Regions from separate parts of the Mus musculus genome. Here region 1 is linked to region 2. The links are chromatin contacts, called in public HiChIP or PLAC-seq maps. All regions are on one chromosome and are shown on one strand. Each heading gives the region's core, a stretch centred on a gene start, on an enhancer-like site or on the middle of the called end of the contact. The rest is flanking DNA. Distances are from core to core; before and after follow the strand shown.

Region 1 (4,002 bases), core at 78-2,577, 670 kb before region 2:
ACTCTGCGTACAGAAGCTCTCAGCCTCCAAAAGAAGCAGAGAAACAGCTGGAAACCCACTCCCTGCTCGGTCTCATTTAACAGTCTCGTCTGCAGGGAGCCCTAAGGTACCAGTCTCAGCTGGAGCACCTATAACAAAGCCATAAATCAGCCCTTCCTCAGATCCTGCCCACAGTGTGGGAGATCAAGCTGTGCGGAGGCCCCTGACCAGATCCAGCGAACATCTGTGTGTCTGGCTCCCAGGCCTGTTTAGAGTGGCATGCTGTGGTGCCCTGCCTGGGAGGGGCAAGCAGGTTCAAATGCCCTGCCGAGCGAACAAGCAGAGAGGGAAGGCGGTGATCCCCACAGATATAAGGCCTTTCTAACCTATCCCTTCGAACAGATGCAGCTCTTCCCTTGTTGGCTGGAGAGAACGGTTCATCTGTCCAGATGTGAGACCAGCAGGTGTCAGTGGAATCCAGCTGGCTTTACTCCCTAGTCTGAAACTCCTTTTTTGCCTTGTCATTCTTGGACTTATGATGGCTGTTGTTGTTGGGATAGTGTTGTCATACCGATCTTAAGCTGGTGAGTAGATTGAGAGTGATTTTTCCAAGACAGTAGCTTTTCACTGATGTGAGGTGGGCTGCAGGGGCAATAGCCTTCTGTGGGTTTTCTCTTGTTAACTCGCATGTTATCAGCAGCACGAAACCCTGGCGAAGAATGACAAGCACTGAAGACAGTCATGTTTGCTCCTGCTCAGTATGTGAGAGCCCCAGCTCTCAGGTGCCCTGTTGTGCGCCTGGAACAGGAAGTATGCTGACAGGAGACACCTTGTTTTGACAGAGAGATCTGCAGACAGTGGAGGCCTGCGGCCCTAGCCACGGGTCTTATGGACAACACCAAAGGCCTGTGTGTGCCATTAATGTATGAAGATTATATGTATAAGATATATATGTGCATCGTATGTTTACAGATACATGTATATATGTATATGCTGTTTACATTTATATATGCATATAATCTACATACATAATGTATACAGATTGCTGATAGTCTCCTGTGGAAGTCCCCGTTTCCAGCAGTCACCAGCCTTCTTAGTCCCATCCTTTTGCTCCTTGTGACTTCTACTAACAATCCCCTGATATAGTTTTATTTATTTCTTATGTTTTGCGTATTAGTAGGTTTTCTGTGTTGCCGTGAGAAAGCACTTTCACCAAAAGCAAGTCACGGAAGAATGAGTTTATTTGGGCTTACAATTCCAGAGGCATGAAAGGCCTCCACTTCCTGTAGTGTCACACAGTAGTCAGTTTTCGGAGCTCCACTTCCCCGCCCACATAGCAACTCTTTAGCATGGTAATGAGGACAGGTGAGGGGACAGCTGAGTAGGAGTATGACTCAGCAAATCCATGCACAGATTTGGCTTTGATCTTTCCAACTTATCGTATTCACAGATGGATAGCTTGTGAGAGGGGGATGATTCCCTTTCAAATAAAGTATCAATCCTCCCAGTGTGAGCAATGTGGTAAATATTCAGCAAAAATAACCTTCTCTGCATATTTACCTCTTAGAGGGCGGCCAGGAAAGCCAGGTAGAAATAGATATACTACACCAAGAACACATCTGAGCGAGCAGTGCCTTCTGACAGCCTCTCGATCTTCAGTTATAAAGTTCATTTCAACTCAGTGCATATGGTGAGAAATCCTAGACTTCTTTTCATGCTGAATCGGTCACCAAAGCCTTTGCTTTCAACTTGACAATATCTGCATATGGCCACACATGTCACCGATATTCACTAGGGAGGTGTAAGCAAGCAGGTGTCCATTCCTAATGCAAAGACAGCACACGGAATTAGGATTCCACTGGAGTCCCAGCTAGGCAAACTGATGAGTTGACTTGGTGAGCCCACAGGATGTAAGTGAGGGGCTGTCTACAGGGCTTGGAGTGACACCAACCAGACACCATTGAGAAGTTCCATTCCATCATGGCCGATGACCTCATGGAAGCTATTCTTGGAGTCCCATTCTCACTTAACCCTGCACTTAATGTATACTCTACCATTCCAAAGTTATTTTGTAGCTGGGGAAGAAGACAAGGGGAAATAAGGCCTGGATTCCCACATGAGAGCCCTGTGAGCCCCTCACTTCTGTTCAGATTATTAACAGCTCTATTGACATTCCTATAGACCTACCTATCACTGCGTTGCTTTGCTTCCTTGGTTGTCATAGCTACCGGGCCAAAGTCATGATATAAAATACTTATCATTGTTGATTTTTCTGTCAACTTATCTGAATGCTCTACTACATGAATGAGGAAATAAGTCATCCTTCAGAAAGCCCATTGCACCACACTGGTAGGCATAGATATTTCTTTATAAAACCAGAGATACATACTTTAAGTCACAGTGTTTGTCTTTATCTTTGTCTTTCTTTCTCTCTTTCGTTCTCTCTTTCTTTCTTTCTTTCTTTCTTTCTTTCTTTCTTTCTTTCTTTCTTTCTTTTTTGTTTTTTCCGAGACAGGGTTTCTCTGTATAGCCCTGGCTGTCCTGGAACTCACTTTGTAGACTAGGCTGGCCTCGAACTCAGAAATCTGCCTGCCTCTGCCTCCCAAGTGCTGGGACTAAAGGCGTGCGCCACCACACCCGGGTCTTCACAGTGTTTTTCTATTCCCCATGCTTGTTCATGGAAATTCAGGTTAGGTATATTTTTTTTCCTAAGACAAGGTATGTTCCCTGAAAGATTTGTGCACAAGAGACAGCCATCACTCCCAAATGAAAGCATTAATGTTCATATGGCAAACTAGAGGCTTCATGAATTTGTCTAGTCCCCAGAGAGATTCTAGTGAAGGTTAATCAGATGTTGAGATTGCAAACCTTGGTGAGTAAAGGTTGAGATGGGTTTGAAAGGTGTTTTGAAATAAAGAAGAATAAAATGATGCTGTTTCCGTCATCCTACCTGTACCCGACACCCCAGTCAGAGGAGCTACATGAGCTATGCCAGATACTGTTAACACTGAGTCACTCTGCAGAAAAGGGATGAGAGAGATGGACTCGGGCAGGACCTGAAAGCATCAGGCTCTCCATCTGGATATTAATAACATTTCACTGGAAAACTCAGACACTTGTATTTAGGGACGTTAGTGCTGGTATCAGAGTTATTAAGGTCAGAGCCTGTGCTCTGTCAGCTCTAACATGCACCACCCATCTTCAAGGAGCCAGTTGAAGACATAAGTTACAGTAAACGTAAATGAATAAAGAAAGGGGGAATTCATTCAGTGAGGCACTTGGAGAAGAACAAAGGAGTCCAGTGTGCCACACCCTGTCTGCCCTCAGGGTGTTAACATGATGATCTGTTTAAGTAGCAAGTCAGAGGCATGCATAATTAAGTAACCTTGGTTAGGGTGTGGTTCTGCCTGTTGCTATGGTCACAGTACCAATCTGCTACGAGGTCTCCTGCAAGAGGTGATTCTCTTTTTATTATTATTATATGTAAGTACTCTGTAGCTGTCTTCAGACACCCCAGAAGAGGGCATCGTTATGGATGGTTTTGAGCCATCATGTGGTTGCTGGGATTTGAACTCATGACCTTCAGAAGAGCAGTTGGTGCTCTTAACCACTGAGCCATCTCTCCAGCCCCCGCAAGCTGTGATTCTTACCTGGAGATAAGTTCTAGCTCTGGCTAGTTCCTGGGCCTCAGACTCTGCTGCATCGGGAGACTCTACAGAAATTCTGATTCCTTGGAGTCCCTTGTCACAGTGCTCTGATCACCAGCTGAGGCTTACAAGAGGGTCTTTGGGTCACCAGCGTTCTTGCCAGGATGATTACAATGGCTTGCATCTGATGAGAGTCTTTGTTGTGAAGTGCAAAGTTGGCTCTTAAATGGGTTCACATTCTATAGCAGCTCTCCCCACCCATGCTGTAAAACAAGCTTACCAGTTGTCTTATTAATCTTCCTCCTATCAATGACTTGATAATGCTTGCACTGTGTGAGATCAAGCCCTTGTGGTAGACTGAGACCTTTCTGCCTCT
Region 2 (3,946 bases), core at 549-3,048:
TTCATGATTTCTTACTGTGGTTTTGTGCCTGAGTGTGTGTGTGTGAGTGTGTGGTGTGTGTGTTTTTGTTTGTGTGTGTTCTTAAAAAGAGCTAATCTCAAACATTCTGAGGAATGATATATCTAAGTTTGCAGTTTACACTTTTATATTCCCTAGTATTTATACTTGCTATCTCAGTAAAATGGGTCAAATCTTTAGTAAAGACACAGGTAGATTGTGACCTCTTTCTTCTTAACTTTTAGTTTTTGTGTAACTTTTATAATGAACAGAGCAAGCACAGTGACCTGAGACAAGGGTATAAGGGAGGGCTAAGCGTAGAAATAACTCTCTGGCATCAGGAGGGTTTTAAGTGCTGATTCTGTACAAACTGCAAAATACAGACATTAATCCTCAAGAAATATGTGGCAATAAACAACATATCTTAAAATACCGATTAAAACTGTCTGTTTAGACCAACAGTAAATGCTCTAGAGGCATTAAATTGAACTCCCAAAGAATTATTACCTACTTGAATCTTTTTAATTTCTCAAATGCCTCTAATATATTATTTACCACTTGTTAGTTTTTGAAATCATGAGAGTTATGCCATTTTAGCATTAAAAATACATAGGTAGAGCTAAATAAATAAAACAAGCCACCCTGCCCTCTTTGTCTTTCTTCAGAGTTCAACAGTTGTACACAAGTCAGTCTTGGGAGACTATAATAGCAAAGACAGAACTCAAAGTATGTGTTCCCACAAACTTTCCTCTGATTAGCACTTACAGTGAGAATCCCAAGGGTCACAGACATAAAACATGTTTTTTATAGGAGAAGTGCATGTCTCTACTTTGCAGAAGATATTTATGCACAGAAGGGAACACCTACTGTTGAAAGCTCAATTCAGGAAAATAGAAACTTATTTGTTATGGGACCAGGAGATTTAAGAATAGAAAATACTGATGGAAATTGATTCCATTTTAAACATCAAGACTGTCCAAATAATACATATTATTAGCTTCATAAGAAAGCTTAAGAGGTTGTGGGTTGGTTGTACTCATAGAGGTTGCAAATGCTAGTTTTTGCAGGCTTTGGGGAGCATGGTGCTTTTTCTAGCCACACAAAACACCAGCTCACAGAAAACAGAAAGCAGCAGTTCTCTTGTATGTAGCTGGGCACCTAAAATTAGATATGGCCATTTTACTGGCATCTCATTTCTTCTCTTAAGTTTGGTCTTCCACCCTGTGTACTAAGATGGAATCCAGGAATCAGAAAGAAAATTGTGAGTCTGTGGAAGGTGGTGGATAGATGGAAGTGTACGCAGAGAAGGATGTGAGGAGAAGGAGGAACCTTGCATAAGACACAGGGACATAGAATTACTGTCTTTTCAGACATTGCACGTCCAAGTTATTTTTTTTAATTCAAGGGGCTTTTTTGGTGGGGGGGGAGCTTTGTGGTTTTAAAAATATGACTATAATTAAATTGTCTGAATTAGAAAAGCAAAAAGTTTGGGAGCTGTTCTATTTATAGTTTGAGAGCAAAGGTGGGGGAAGGACAGAGAAGAAGAAGGAGGAGGAGAAGGAGCAGGAGGAATAGGAAGAGGAGAGAGAGGGAGGGAGAGAGAGAAAAAGGGAGAGAGAGACAGATAAAGACAGAAAGTGAGAGAGGGAGGGAGGGGGAGAGGGGGAAACAGAAACACAGACACACACAGATAGACAGAGACACAGAGAGACAGACAAAGAGATACTAGCCCTGCTCAGAGATATCTGGGTCACCTCTGACTTGTCTGTGGATTTCTGCCATTGTTTTCTTCTCCCGGGGACAGAAGAGAGCAGCATGCCTTCTGTTTCTCTTTATCCATACCGCCTTGAACCTTCTTTATGAGCTATTTCCTAGTGGTTTGCTAATCAGCATCTTAAACAGGTTTAACCAAAGTGGGTCAGTGCTGCTGTAAATCTCCACCCAAATATGCCCCAGCAATGAAAACACAACTCCATTAATATGAGTACACGCTGTGCGCCTAGATTGGGCAGATCTACCGCTACACTAACGTCTTCCACATCTATGAGACCCCTTAGAACTTGTGGTTTCTCCAGGCCATGTGCTTCTGCTCCACTTTTCTTCTTCTTCCTCCTCCTCTGCGTCCTCTACTTCTCCATTTTCTCCTCCTTCTCTCTCTCCTCACCTTCCTTTCCACCTTCCCTTTTATCTGCCCAATCATCAGCTCTCCTTTATTTTACAAATTAGGGTGGGAAGCAGGTTTACAGGAAATCACCTGAGTGCTGACTCACTCCTTGTTCACAACCACTTACTGGAGAACAGAATTAACATCAAATATAATTAACCCCAGGGCTATCCACAACTGGTCAGGAATTGAGTACTTCTTCTTAACTGACCCTCAAATAGCTTCCCTTCTTCGGCCTTTTGTCTACAATCCCTCAGTGTGCACACTATTTAACCAATTGACCATTCAGTAGAAATGTAGAATTGTAGAGTTAAAGGTCATAACTGTGGGTCTTAGGAGGCTGGGGATTCCAGACAATTGTACTAATAGAATTCCATTATGAAAGAAATTGAGTATCATTCAAATAATTTCTTGTCTCTAAAATATACTTGATTTATCAAAAGTAGAACAATTTTTGTAGAGATCCTCTTTGATCACACACACACACAAACACACAAATACACACACAAGCAAACACACAGATGTACACACAAATACACACACACAAAGACGCACACATACACGAATACACATAAACACACACACAAACACACTCACATACACGCACAAACACACATCTGAAAATGTTTTAATAATGAGTTTATCTGGAACTATAGTTTTTAAAGAGAAATATTCATTTTCCATGTCTATGTTGCTTTTACATTTAAAAACATGAAAATAATTTTAGGCCTCCTGAAAATATAAGGCACAGGGCAAATTTTTGAATGATGCACTACGTATTCTGAACTACATTTCCCAGAACATACTGTAAATGCTTTAAAAAAAAGTTTCATTCTTGTTGGTTCATTTATAATTCTGAAGTTTCGCAGATTGGCTGAGATTGTTATTGCCGATCGCTATACATGTCTCTGGTTAATTTTCCTGCTCACTTAATTGTCTTCCACTTTCTTTCAGGCTTCCATGGTGGTTTCTCTTATTTTTTTTTTTAAATTAAATGACTTTTGAAAGAGAATATCTTCTGAAGACTCATACATTCTTCCGTCTGGGTAGAAGTCCTTTCTCAGAAGAGAAAATGTGAACAGCGTTGTGGAGACAGGACAAGGGCGCACGCACGCAGCGCTCTAGATGCGAAGGGAGAATGCTCGCATGGACTTCAGGATCAGAATGTTTGAAATTTCTATCACTCATGGCGTGGCTTATGGGTCGTGATCCATCTCTCATTGCTTCGTTTCACTTGTCAGTTAAAATAATAACAGTTGTATCCCCAGCACCTTGTAAAGTCATTTATTTTCAGTTCCTACATAGTGAACCCCGTTCATACTGAAGCCTGCATTATTAACTAGTGAAAGTCAGGGCAGAAAAACTCCCTTCCCAGGCAGAGAGCCCGAGGGGCAGCCTTACCCCTTACGTTGCCTTACACTGTTGCTTGCAGGTCTGTAGGCACTGAATTTGCTGACTTAGAATGGAATGATACAATTCTAGTTTCAATTTACCTATTTAAAGCATTCATGCTTTAGGTTAAGATCAAACCTGGGGATATTTAGGAACGAATGAAATGTTATTTTTGCTGAGACTCGGACATTTTATTCATAATATCTGCCTTCCAGGACATGATTATTTAACAAGCAAAAGCAGAGAAAGACACACACTAGCTTTTGCACTGTAGTCTTTAGGGTTTACACATGCCAGGAGATTACTTGGCTATTCTGTGTAGAAGGTGATAGCCGTGGACTCCTGGTTAATTACTCTACTGTACAAGAAGCACTCTGCAGTTGATACCACTGG

The links. HiChIP or PLAC-seq counts read pairs in DNA pulled down with a chosen protein or histone mark.
Region 1: an H3K27ac HiChIP or PLAC-seq map of embryonic stem cells shows a contact between it and region 2, with 4 times the contacts expected there. The contact joins two enhancer-like sites. A contact is called at or near these places in 1 of 484 Hi-C or Micro-C datasets (embryonic stem cells), 2 of 115 datasets of contacts at active chromatin or transcription factors (both in embryonic stem cells) and 1 of 9 other capture datasets (embryonic stem cells).

What each region holds. Positions count from the first base shown.
Region 1 is chr8:45,232,771-45,236,772 of GRCm38.p6, reverse strand. The region is part of intron 3 of Gm30504 (a long non-coding RNA gene); the gene reads right to left. Among named protein-coding and RNA genes, the nearest start is that of F11, 27 kb to the left of the region's middle. Within about 2 kb of position 1,327, at least 22 of the 459 cell types and tissues checked have an H3K27ac peak or open chromatin away from gene starts, as enhancers often do. A contact at or near this core is called in embryonic stem cells, where this site is marked.
Region 2 is chr8:44,567,768-44,571,713 of GRCm38.p6, reverse strand. No RefSeq gene overlaps it. Among named protein-coding and RNA genes, the nearest start is that of Gm30397, 200 kb to the left of the region's middle. Within about 2 kb of position 1,798, at least 3 of the 459 cell types and tissues checked have an H3K27ac peak or open chromatin away from gene starts, as enhancers often do. A contact at or near this core is called in embryonic stem cells, where this site is marked.